2 separate regions of the Xenopus tropicalis genome follow, and region 2 is linked to region 1. The links are chromatin contacts, called in public Hi-C maps. All regions are on one chromosome and are shown on one strand. The core of a region is the stretch at or near the end of the contact, and the rest is flanking DNA. Distances in the headings are between cores, read along the strand shown. Region 1 holds the start of pim1 (Pim-1 proto-oncogene, serine/threonine kinase). Region 2 has its middle 200 kb from the start of gpr22l.

What was found. Hi-C and Micro-C count contacts between places; a contact is called where the count stands out from the background.
Region 2: a contact with region 1 is called in a Hi-C map of liver, with 3 times the contacts expected there. The contact joins the enhancer-like site here to the promoter of pim1 in region 1. A contact is called at or near these places in 5 of 5 Hi-C or Micro-C datasets (brain, gastrula embryo, liver and 2 more).

The regions. Positions count from the first base shown.
Region 1 is chr4:136,930,445-136,935,348 of UCB_Xtro_10.0, reverse strand. It overlaps pim1 (Pim-1 proto-oncogene, serine/threonine kinase), which reads left to right and starts at 1,894. Exons shown (of 7, transcript NM_001008131.1): 1 at 1,894-2,133. The coding sequence starts at 2,049. It overlaps LOC105947016 (a long non-coding RNA gene), which reads right to left. Exons shown (of 4, transcript XR_004222442.1): 2 at 4,569-4,697; 3 at 308-381.
Region 2 is chr4:137,134,946-137,139,849 of UCB_Xtro_10.0, reverse strand. No RefSeq gene overlaps it. Among named protein-coding and RNA genes, the nearest start is that of gpr22l, 200 kb to the left of the region's middle. Within about 2 kb of position 1,914, at least 7 of the 11 cell types and tissues checked have an H3K27ac peak or open chromatin away from gene starts, as enhancers often do. A contact at or near this core is called in liver, where this site is marked.

The sequences.
Region 1 (4,904 bases), core at 645-3,144:
GGGAGAGCCAACCACAGCCCTGCAGTCACACAAGCAAAGACAGGCTTCAGTTCCCTATCAGGTCAGCCTAGCTGCTGATTGGTTCCTACATTGCAGTGTACCGAGTGCCGCCGGCCCCCCTGCACATCCAGAGAATTCAGCCAGCAGGAGGTAGAACAGACGGGCGGGACTAGTGGGGTTTTGGTGGAATTTTTCAATAATAATTCACTGGTACATTTATAATTTTTATAGGATATGTCTCCTTTAAACCTATACAGCACTATTAAAAATATACTCCATTTATTGTACAGATAGTAATTTTTGGTACCTGTGGCAGATGACTCCACAAGGAGCTGAATCAGATTCCAGTATCTTACACACAAGGCCACTCCTTCGCTGTGCCTTAAAAAAAAAAAAGATATGTGTCAAGTGCTATGTAATAGTGCCAGCACATTATGAGAATAAATATAGCCCATACATTGCCCAAGCAGGACCATCATTAGCTCCTGACTGGCACAGACATTGTTATTTATGTTATTACTACTGTCAGGTTTATGCACAGCGTGCCGCTCATACTCCTGTACTACAGGCACAACCCATACTGCTTGTGTGAGGCTAAAGGGGAATCAATAACGTTGCATTACACAGAGCTGGGACATTGTACAAACCAGTTTGGAATTGAAACAAAAATGCAAGGTCTGACCGACAGGGGTCACTGTTTTATGAGTGTGAGTGGGTGAGGTCACCTCAATCAGAGCAATCATGGCGGCCCGCACTTATATCATTTCATTTGTAACCCCTTTTGCACCTCTTTAGATGCTGTGAATACTTCCCTTGAAATATATATGTATTATTTTCCATATAAAAGTATGGGATTCCTTATCCATAAACCTCCAAATTACATAAGGCCATTTCCCATAGACTCCATTTTAATCAAATATTTAATTTCAAATATTCCATTTCAATTAAATATTTATATCTTCTCTGTAATTATAAGACAGTACCTTGTACTTGATCCCAACTAAGATATAATTAATCCTTACTGGTGGCAAAACAACGCTATTTAGTTTAATGTTTAAATGATTTTTTTTGTAAATTTAATGTATGGAGATCCAAATTGCGGAAAGGCCTCTTATCTGGAAAACCGAGCATTCTGGGTAACAGGTGCCATACCTGTATATATAATATTTATGTGTGTGTAAATGACATCACCAAGAACCACTTATAACTGAAGGCATCACAAAGCTCATTTGAGAGATTACTTGTGGCTTTTGTCTAATCATAAAGTCATTAACCCCTTGCTTGCCAGCTGCAGTGAATGCTATGTGAACTGCATATTGTAAAGAAACATAACTTTTCATGTGTAAAACGTAACCTGGAACCATAAAATCTACGGTTCCCCCAACAGTCAGATTTCTTGCTGCATTAGATTGGCAGGTAAAAAGTCCAACTCGAAGTTTTTGGGTCTTTATTATTTTGATAAGTCTCAGGCTGTTGCTGAACAGCTAGTGGCTGAAGACCACTGTTTAGATTGTAAGCTCTTGCAAACAGAGCATAATGTTTACATTTCATTGTATTTTATCCTATTATACAAGAGCAAAGGTTTTGTTCTTATATCTACCAAAAGACAGGGCTCCCCCTATGTGCAGCTTACAATCTGATCGACCCCCAGGGCAAAAAAAAGCGGGCTGTAGTTTCCCTGTGCATAGTAAGTAATTGCCCTTAAATCAGCCCCCAGCTGCCTAAACAGCCTGAGGTTTGTTGTAGAATTAGGCAGTTCCATACTTAGTCATTGATGGGTGGGTAGGTGTGTTCTCACAGGGGGGAGGGTAATGTGGGAGGATACCGCCACCCCTCCCCTGCCTCCCCAGGCAGTGTCATGTTGCAGAGTCCTTGAGCTCCACTCAATGTGAACGTTGCTATCTTAGAGGACTGATCTCTCGCTTGGACTTCAGCAGCTCCGGACTGTACCAGTGGTTGGAGGGGGGGAATCTCCTGCAGCCACTGCACTGAAACTGCTCCGAAATCCTCTTCACCTACCTCTCCCACTTCTCATCCACCTCCCCAAAATGTCATCGGTACAAGTTATTTACCACCAGAAGATCCACAATTATCATCTGAATTCGGTTTTCCCTAAGGATGACCTGCCAGCTGGTAAGTGACAGTCTGCAGAGCTGACAGTTTCTTCATGGCTTGCCAGTTTCTTTATTATTATTATTGTTGTTATTATTATTATCAGCATTTATTTTGAAAGCATTTTGCATGTTGCATGTATAATACCTGGGAAATAGAGAGATACATTATTACTAATAGAGAATAAACTGAAGAAGCCGCTCAGATGAGTGGTGAGATGTTTCCAAGATTACTCAGCATGTCCGGTTGCTTTAGACTTATCACTACTAGATACATGTTGGCTGTTAGAAGGGGGACCTGATAATTAACAAAATAAATACAGCACCCCGCCACCTCCATGACAGCGAAGCGGCACAGCTACAATACTCAGCTGAGCCACGGAACCGCAAACATGCATTTGAATAATATAAATATTTGTTTGGGCAGTGACTCATAATGCTCAGGTTCCTGCATCATACGCACAGGGAATGATCGAGCGGCATGGGACTGATATGATCCCCCCCGCCAGCTGACTAGAATGCTGGAATATCATCATGTGATATCCATAACAGTGGCTTTCCAGCAGCTAAGGGGTGTGTTGGATTCTCCCATCAATACAGCACTGAGTAGGTGGGGGCGTTCGGTAACCAGCAAGGGGAATCCACGCACTTACATATTTAGCCTGAAGAGGGGGGGGGGGGGTGTAAAATAAAAACAAACAGCAGCTTCAGCCCATTGGAAAGTCCACGGTTTCAATTACAAACTGGAAACCTTGAGTATTATGTTTATTGCGGAAAAACCAGTGTGTCATTATTTTGAAGCTATTAAAAGGGAAATTTGTGATGATTTGTGAGCCTATCATGCAGGGGTGCCTTTTAATTCAATTTTGTTGATGAAAGTCATGAATGCAAGGCCTGGATCCCATGTGAATTAGTTAATAGCTGTTGTTGTACTACAAGTCCCAGGGGCCCCTGTGATGTTTGGAGACCCAGGGGTACCCTGAAACTGACCCCAGGCTCTTTTTATCATGATAAAGCTTTGATTGGATTGTGTTTTTTGACCACTATAACTGTAAAAAAAAATTGCCTACGCAGTGTTGGTGACAGTGCAAATGTGCGTGCTGTTGGCTGGGTGGGAGTGTTGGGAACACCCTAGATATGAGCGAGTAAAACACTCCTTGTGATAAATATATACACGGTACCAAAAGGAGCTTGCAATTAAAGACTTTGCCCGCTGGCAGCCTGCCCTTAGCCCAAAAACAAATACACCTATTTGGTTTGTTTTGTAACGTGGATCATGTCAAACCCTGGAACCGTGACCTCTGATATATAAATAACGCAGGGCAGCCCAATTCAGATGTATTTTAAGCTCTGGTCGGCCCTGTCCAAGTCAACCCTCCCTTTACCATCAGGGAAAGCTGCAAGCAGGCAATTACATGCGAGGCTGTGAGCTCTTAGGGACTGTATTTTTAAAGCCCAATTCCTTGGAGTCAGAGCAAATGCTGAATGAATACAGCTGCTCTTGTTTTGGTGAGTATCAGCATGCACGAAGGGCAATGCAACTGGATTCTATCTTACGGTGGAGCAGCATTATTAAATGATGTTTATGAGATCAAATCAGTAGTGCAGCTTCCTCTGGGAATCGCTTGATACGCTTGGTGATGCCTAGTTACATAACATGGCTCCTCTAGGGATTGCAGGGCATTCTTATTTGTGCCTAGAGAGTCTTTTTCTACTGGTGCCTACTGGGCTGGAAATGGCATATTAACCTATAGCAGTGAAATAAATATCACTTGTGTGTATGTATTTTATAAGCCAAATATTTTGATTTGACAGTCGAGAGAGCGGGTCGTGGCTCTCTTAGGAAAAAGGGGTTGGTTGTGTCTTTGCAGTTCAAAACAAAACCATTCAAACTGTCAAATGCTAAACAAAAAAAAAAAAGTGCGCCATAAACGGTTAAAAACAAGAGGCTAAAACCGATTCCCTGTGAACTGTAGAGCTGGCAAGAAAAATGTCAACATTGGGCTCATGCCTGGCGCCAAGTGGCCACTCTGGGAACTGCCCTGCAGAGGCTTTTTCATGAGTGCGCACTCTCAAAGGGCTTGCACCGCTAATTAGCATCTGAAATAGACGTTGGGGCAGTTCCGTTTTAATCTGAACTTGTTTGTTTTTGTTGAAAGCAATTAAAGCGCCAAAGTTTTAGAGCCGGGATTTTTTTGTAGGTGTTGTGCTGAGTTTAAGTATGGCCATGGGTGGATTCTAATCAAGGCTTGGGGAGGCTAAGAGTATTGGCACTACAATTATTCTGTCATGTGTTCTTGGGATATTACTCATTAAATTGGCATTGCATTTATCCGATTGTGTTTGTGGGTAAAATATATGACCCTGCCATGTGTTATACCGCCACTTTGTTTATATTGCCACTGTATTTATACTGCCATGCATTCTGGAGTATGATACATGAAACATTTAGCCTACCTTGTGTTCTGGGGAGCATTAAACATCAAGCTGGCATTGTATTCTGCCTGTTGTACAGAAGCTGTTTAGCCATGATGGCAATGCAGGCTGTAGATTTAATTTAATCTTCTTTTTTTTTTTTTTGTTCTGCTGCAAAGGAAAACAGAGGAAATAATTAGGGTTTGCTTAAATATATCATATTGCTATAGGAAAGAGCTGGGCAGCAAGGAGTTAATGAGGTCTCTGGGGCTGTGTAAGCAGAGGATCAGAGAGTGGCTCTCCTGTCAGCAAATTTACACTGAGTGTCAGTAACAAATGAGAGTGCCAACGGTTTCTTTTTTTCTAACACTAAATCAG
Region 2 (4,904 bases), core at 665-3,164, 200 kb before region 1:
CTTTTTATATTTATATGTGGCTCAAGGGTCAAAAAGTTTGGGGACCCCTGCATTAGAGAAGCATCTAGGGCCCACTTGCATAAGCACTAAATTAAGTGATATTGGTGCTGCATATGTATATAGTGGAAATAAAAAAGGGGACCAACATATTCTCCCAAGCAATGCATCCAGAAATATCTTTCTGGCTTGTACCCAGGATTGGACTGGGCTGGTGGGACACCAGGAAAAACCGATGGGCCTCGCCAGGCCAGACCCGATTCCAGCTTGCCCTCTACCACCGCCCACCAATCGTGGCAAAGTAAGTATTATGTGCATAGGGGGTAAGGGGTGGGCACCCAATGGGGGAGTGCAGAGGACCTCTTGTCTTTGGCCAATTTTCTAAAACTCAGATGTTGGCAGGTATACTATACACATGGCTCATTTGTAGGCAAGGGGACACTGACCCAATTTGTCCATTAAAAGGGAATCAAATCCAAAAGGTATAAAACCCACTCCTATAAAGTGGTACCTCTTTAAAAAGTACTTGTTTTGGTTTGAAAGCAGTCTGCCTGGATTAGTGAAAGGAAGCAGCATGGGAAAAATACACGATCTTTCATTCTGAGAGAGCCACTTTGTGTTGTATATTTACCTAAGTACTGTTCTCTAGTCACCGCTCCTAGCTCAGTCTCCACTGCAAAAGAGTCCATGAGTCAGTGGCCCTTTGTCCTGTGTCACAACAGAGCAGCATGACAATTATTCACACGAGAAACAGGGGAGATAAGAAAAGAAACAAAAGCCTATAATCATAGCACCCCTATACTTCTTTTTATCTTCTCAGGCTATAAAGCAATAATTCGTGATAAGGTTTATTCATTTCCTGCTGTAAAGTCTTATGGAAACACAAGTAAAATGAAATAAATCACCATATCCAATTTGATAATTTTCAATGAAAGTTATTTATAACTACTGTTAAAGTCAGTATCTGTATGGCTGTTTATATTCTGCACTATTGCTTCTGACTCCTGAAACAATGTAGCCTAAGCCAGCTTTGATTTCACTCTCTAAATGCCCTTGTTTGAATGTAATCAGCCCAGACAGGCCACATTACAGCTGCTCAGCACAGTGCTGGCCTGTATTCCCTCATACACACGCCCAGCTAATCTTGGAGTCCATCCATTTATATTTTACTATTGGCTTCTGGCAGACGTCAGTTGATGGCTCCTGTGTTACTAATAAACACAAATGCCATATTCCTGAGTACAATTTACTGGACATTAGTCAGGCCAAGGAAAGTGAACACATTGAGTCATTGTTCTGTAGCTGAGTCCCGTGCCCAAATTTAGAGCCTGTCTTTCTCTTATCACCCATTACAATACGTCGCCGGCGCTCATACAATGCACAGAGAGATGTTTTGGCAGCTGCTCACGATTCCGGCACAACAAAGGGAAAAGGAGAGTTGTTTTTGGGAAGTAAGTCATTAAAGAAGCCAACTATCTAGGCGCCAGAATTTCATAGCTGCAATCCCCCCGCGAGACAAAAATAAGCCAATAAAGAAGAAAAAGCACAAGGACAGTAACACACAGAGAGCATCCAGGATCACACCCAGCCTGTGTCAGCCTGCTTCATTATCTGATTCTTCTGAGAGCCTTGTGGCTCTCCAGGCAATTGCCTTAACATTGTTCTATTCTGGCTAGAGAGTACAGTACTGTCATTGGGACAAAAGGGGAATCATTTACTAAATGGAGGCAAGCTGCTCTGCCAAAAAAAAAAAAAAAAAAACACAACAACAACAGAAAATACACAGTATCTGCACTTGGATTTTGTAATGTCCAGGTACAGTATTTATAGCCAACTTACTGTACCTCCATATACAATGGTTTAGATTTCTGTTTGGCACACGTTTAATGTGCAATGGACTTTCAGTGCAGGTAAATTAACTCCCAAACCATTGTGTAAATACTGGAGTTAGTAAAAAGTAGGAAACTAGGGGTAGAGGCACGAGCCTTGGGCACTACTACCCATGCTCCTGCATCTTCTTCACATTTAGCCAAAGAACCGCTACATCTTTTAAAAAGGCAACAGGGTTTTCCATTTTTATATTCAATGTGACCATTGGAAGGAGCAGGGCATTCCCCCCGACCCCATGGGAAACTCGCGGAATTTGTCAGCCAGCAGTGATACTGCCATAAGACACAGCACATTAAGGGACACAGGGACAATTGTACAAGGGGGAGTCCCAGAAGGCTGATCACTTTAATAGACCCAAACTGGAGGCACCTTGGGAACGGACTACATCAGCGTAGCACAGATCTGGCATTTCAAGTACACAGAGGCCCAAACAGCCCCCCCAGCCCAATAAATAGTGAGTGTCTATGGCATCTTACAGCAGCTGCTCTGGCATTTGCCAGAGAATGATGCTTATACTTTTATATAATATCGCTGCAGGTCGGACATGTCACAGTTACATACTCTCATGCTGCGGCCCAGGCCCAGACTGACAATCTGTGGATTCAGGCCAATGTCAGAGGGGCTTCTGTAAGATGCCATAGACAGTCACTGTTTATTGGGCTGGGGGGCTGTTTGGGCCTCTGTGTACTTGAAATGCCAGGGACTAGTTGGAATCCCAGTCCAGGCCTAAATAGGCCCAGCACATTAGCAGTTGCATGGAGGAAGGCTATAACAGTGCAGGTACAGTATTCTCTGCACTCTTGGTTCTGACTATTGAAAAAACTTTGCAACAGCCGGCTGTTTAACAGGCTTGTGAAAGTGCATGTGTGGCATTTTGGGAACCAGAATCTTGGCTATAGGAGAGCTTCAGTATAAAATTATCTGCTTTCAGTTGCAATTACACTTACGAATAACATGAAATCACATTTTGAAAAGTAGCTAAGTGTGACTTTCATTCATTATGAGAAAAAGAAATTGGGGTGTGTAGTTTCCCCTTTAAACCAACCCTTTCGATACGTCTATATCCATTTCCCATGTATGTGCCATATTGAGATGCCCCCTTCATATTACAGATTTTTCCTTTTGTGGGAGAGTTCTATATACTGGGGGACCCTGACTCCAGATAGAGGTGTGAATTTGTTGCTACAACCATGGATCTGAATGTTCTCCATAAAATGCATGCACACTTGTGTACTTTGGAAGAGGACAGCCTATTCTGTTGAAATTTGTCTACAGAATTGGCTGCCCATATACAGGTATGGGATCTGTTATCCAGAAAGCTCCAAATTACAGGATGGCCATCTTCCATCCCCTCCATTTTAATCAAATAATTTAATTTAATTGATTTTTTTTCTGTAATAATAAAACAAGCTTGTATTTGAACCCAGCTAAGATATAATTATTATTAATATTGGAGGCAAAACAATCCTTCTGAGTTTATTTAATGTTAAATAACTTTTTAGTAATCTTTAAGTATAGAGATCCAAATTAGGTAAAGACCTGTTATCTGGAATACTCCAGGTCCCAAGCATTCTGGATAATGGGTACCATACCTGCTAACCTTCAATCACTGTGGCTTGTTCCTGATGTGACCACTAGGTGGCACCACAACATGCACAACAAGAAGCTCTGTAGGAAATGGGTGAATTCAGCAGGCTAACACAGAAATTGTGTTTACAATTGGGTTAATGGAATCATCAGAAAGTTCCCTATTTCTTCTTCTATGGAGACACGTTTTTTTCCATTGTTCGAGATAAACAGTCAGGCTCATTTATAATTTTTTTGTTGAGGAAAGTCCTGATACTGGAACACTAGAAGGGGGTTTTTGGTGAGACACAGTCTAGTTCCTCACCTGAGCGATGTCATTGTTATGATCCTTTCTTTATATCCTGCCAACATGTGACACAGTTCCCTATATGTTCAATCAGTAATCTCTGCCCCAGTGGAGCTTACAATCTATTTGCCCTGCCAGAGACACAGAGTAGATTGTGTATTTGGACTTTGGTAGAAAACTGGGGTTCCTAGAGGAACCCACACAGGAGGAGAACATACAAAGTTCATGTCGCTCATGTCCTGGTCAAAGTCAACCCCAAGACTGCACTTCTGCAGAAGATACATGTGTGCCCATGGTCCACTAATAACTTTCAGCACTGAGCTTATGTTTCTTTAATAGGAAGGTTGGTGGGCCAGCACATACTGCCCAACTGTCCCGCTTTCCGCGGGACAGTCCCGGTTTTGGTAGCGCATCCCGCAGTCCCGGATAGTTCCATGAATGTCCCGCATTTCCGTAATGCGGGACATTCATGGAACTATCCCTGACAGCGGGATGCGCTGGCTGTAGTCAGGCGTTCGGTTCCTCTTCTTCAGCATCTCCTCTATATGCGGCTCCTTGTTCGGCGGAGCCAGGTCCTTTTATAAGGTTGCGCTCGTGCGTATTGATGTCACACGTACGCACGGGCGCAACCTTATAAAAGGGCCTGGCTCCGCCGAACAAGGAGCCGCATATAGAGGAGACGCTGAAGAAGAAGCTGCAGCATCAGCAGCATGTATGGAGGCACTGTATGGGGGGGCTACTGTGTATGGGGGGGCTAATGTGTATGGGGGACACTGTGTGGGGGGCTACTGTGTATGGGGGGCTACTGTGTATGGGGGGGCACCTGTGTATGGGGGGGCTAATGTGTGGGGGGGCACCTGTGTATGGGGGGGGCTAATGTGTGGGGGGGCACCTGTGTATGGGGGGGGCTAATGTGTGGGGGGGTACCTGTGTATGGGGGGGCAAAACTGGTACATAGTTATAACTCACTTATAACTCACTGCCCTTCTCTCTATATTTGTATTTTATATGTAGGAGTTGCTATATTGTTTTCCTTAGGTAGTACAGTATGAGGGTATAGCACATTTGCGTCTGATCCCGCCATTTCAACTATATAAAAGGAGTATTTTTTTTAAAATGGGGGGTGGTAATTGGGGGCGTGGCC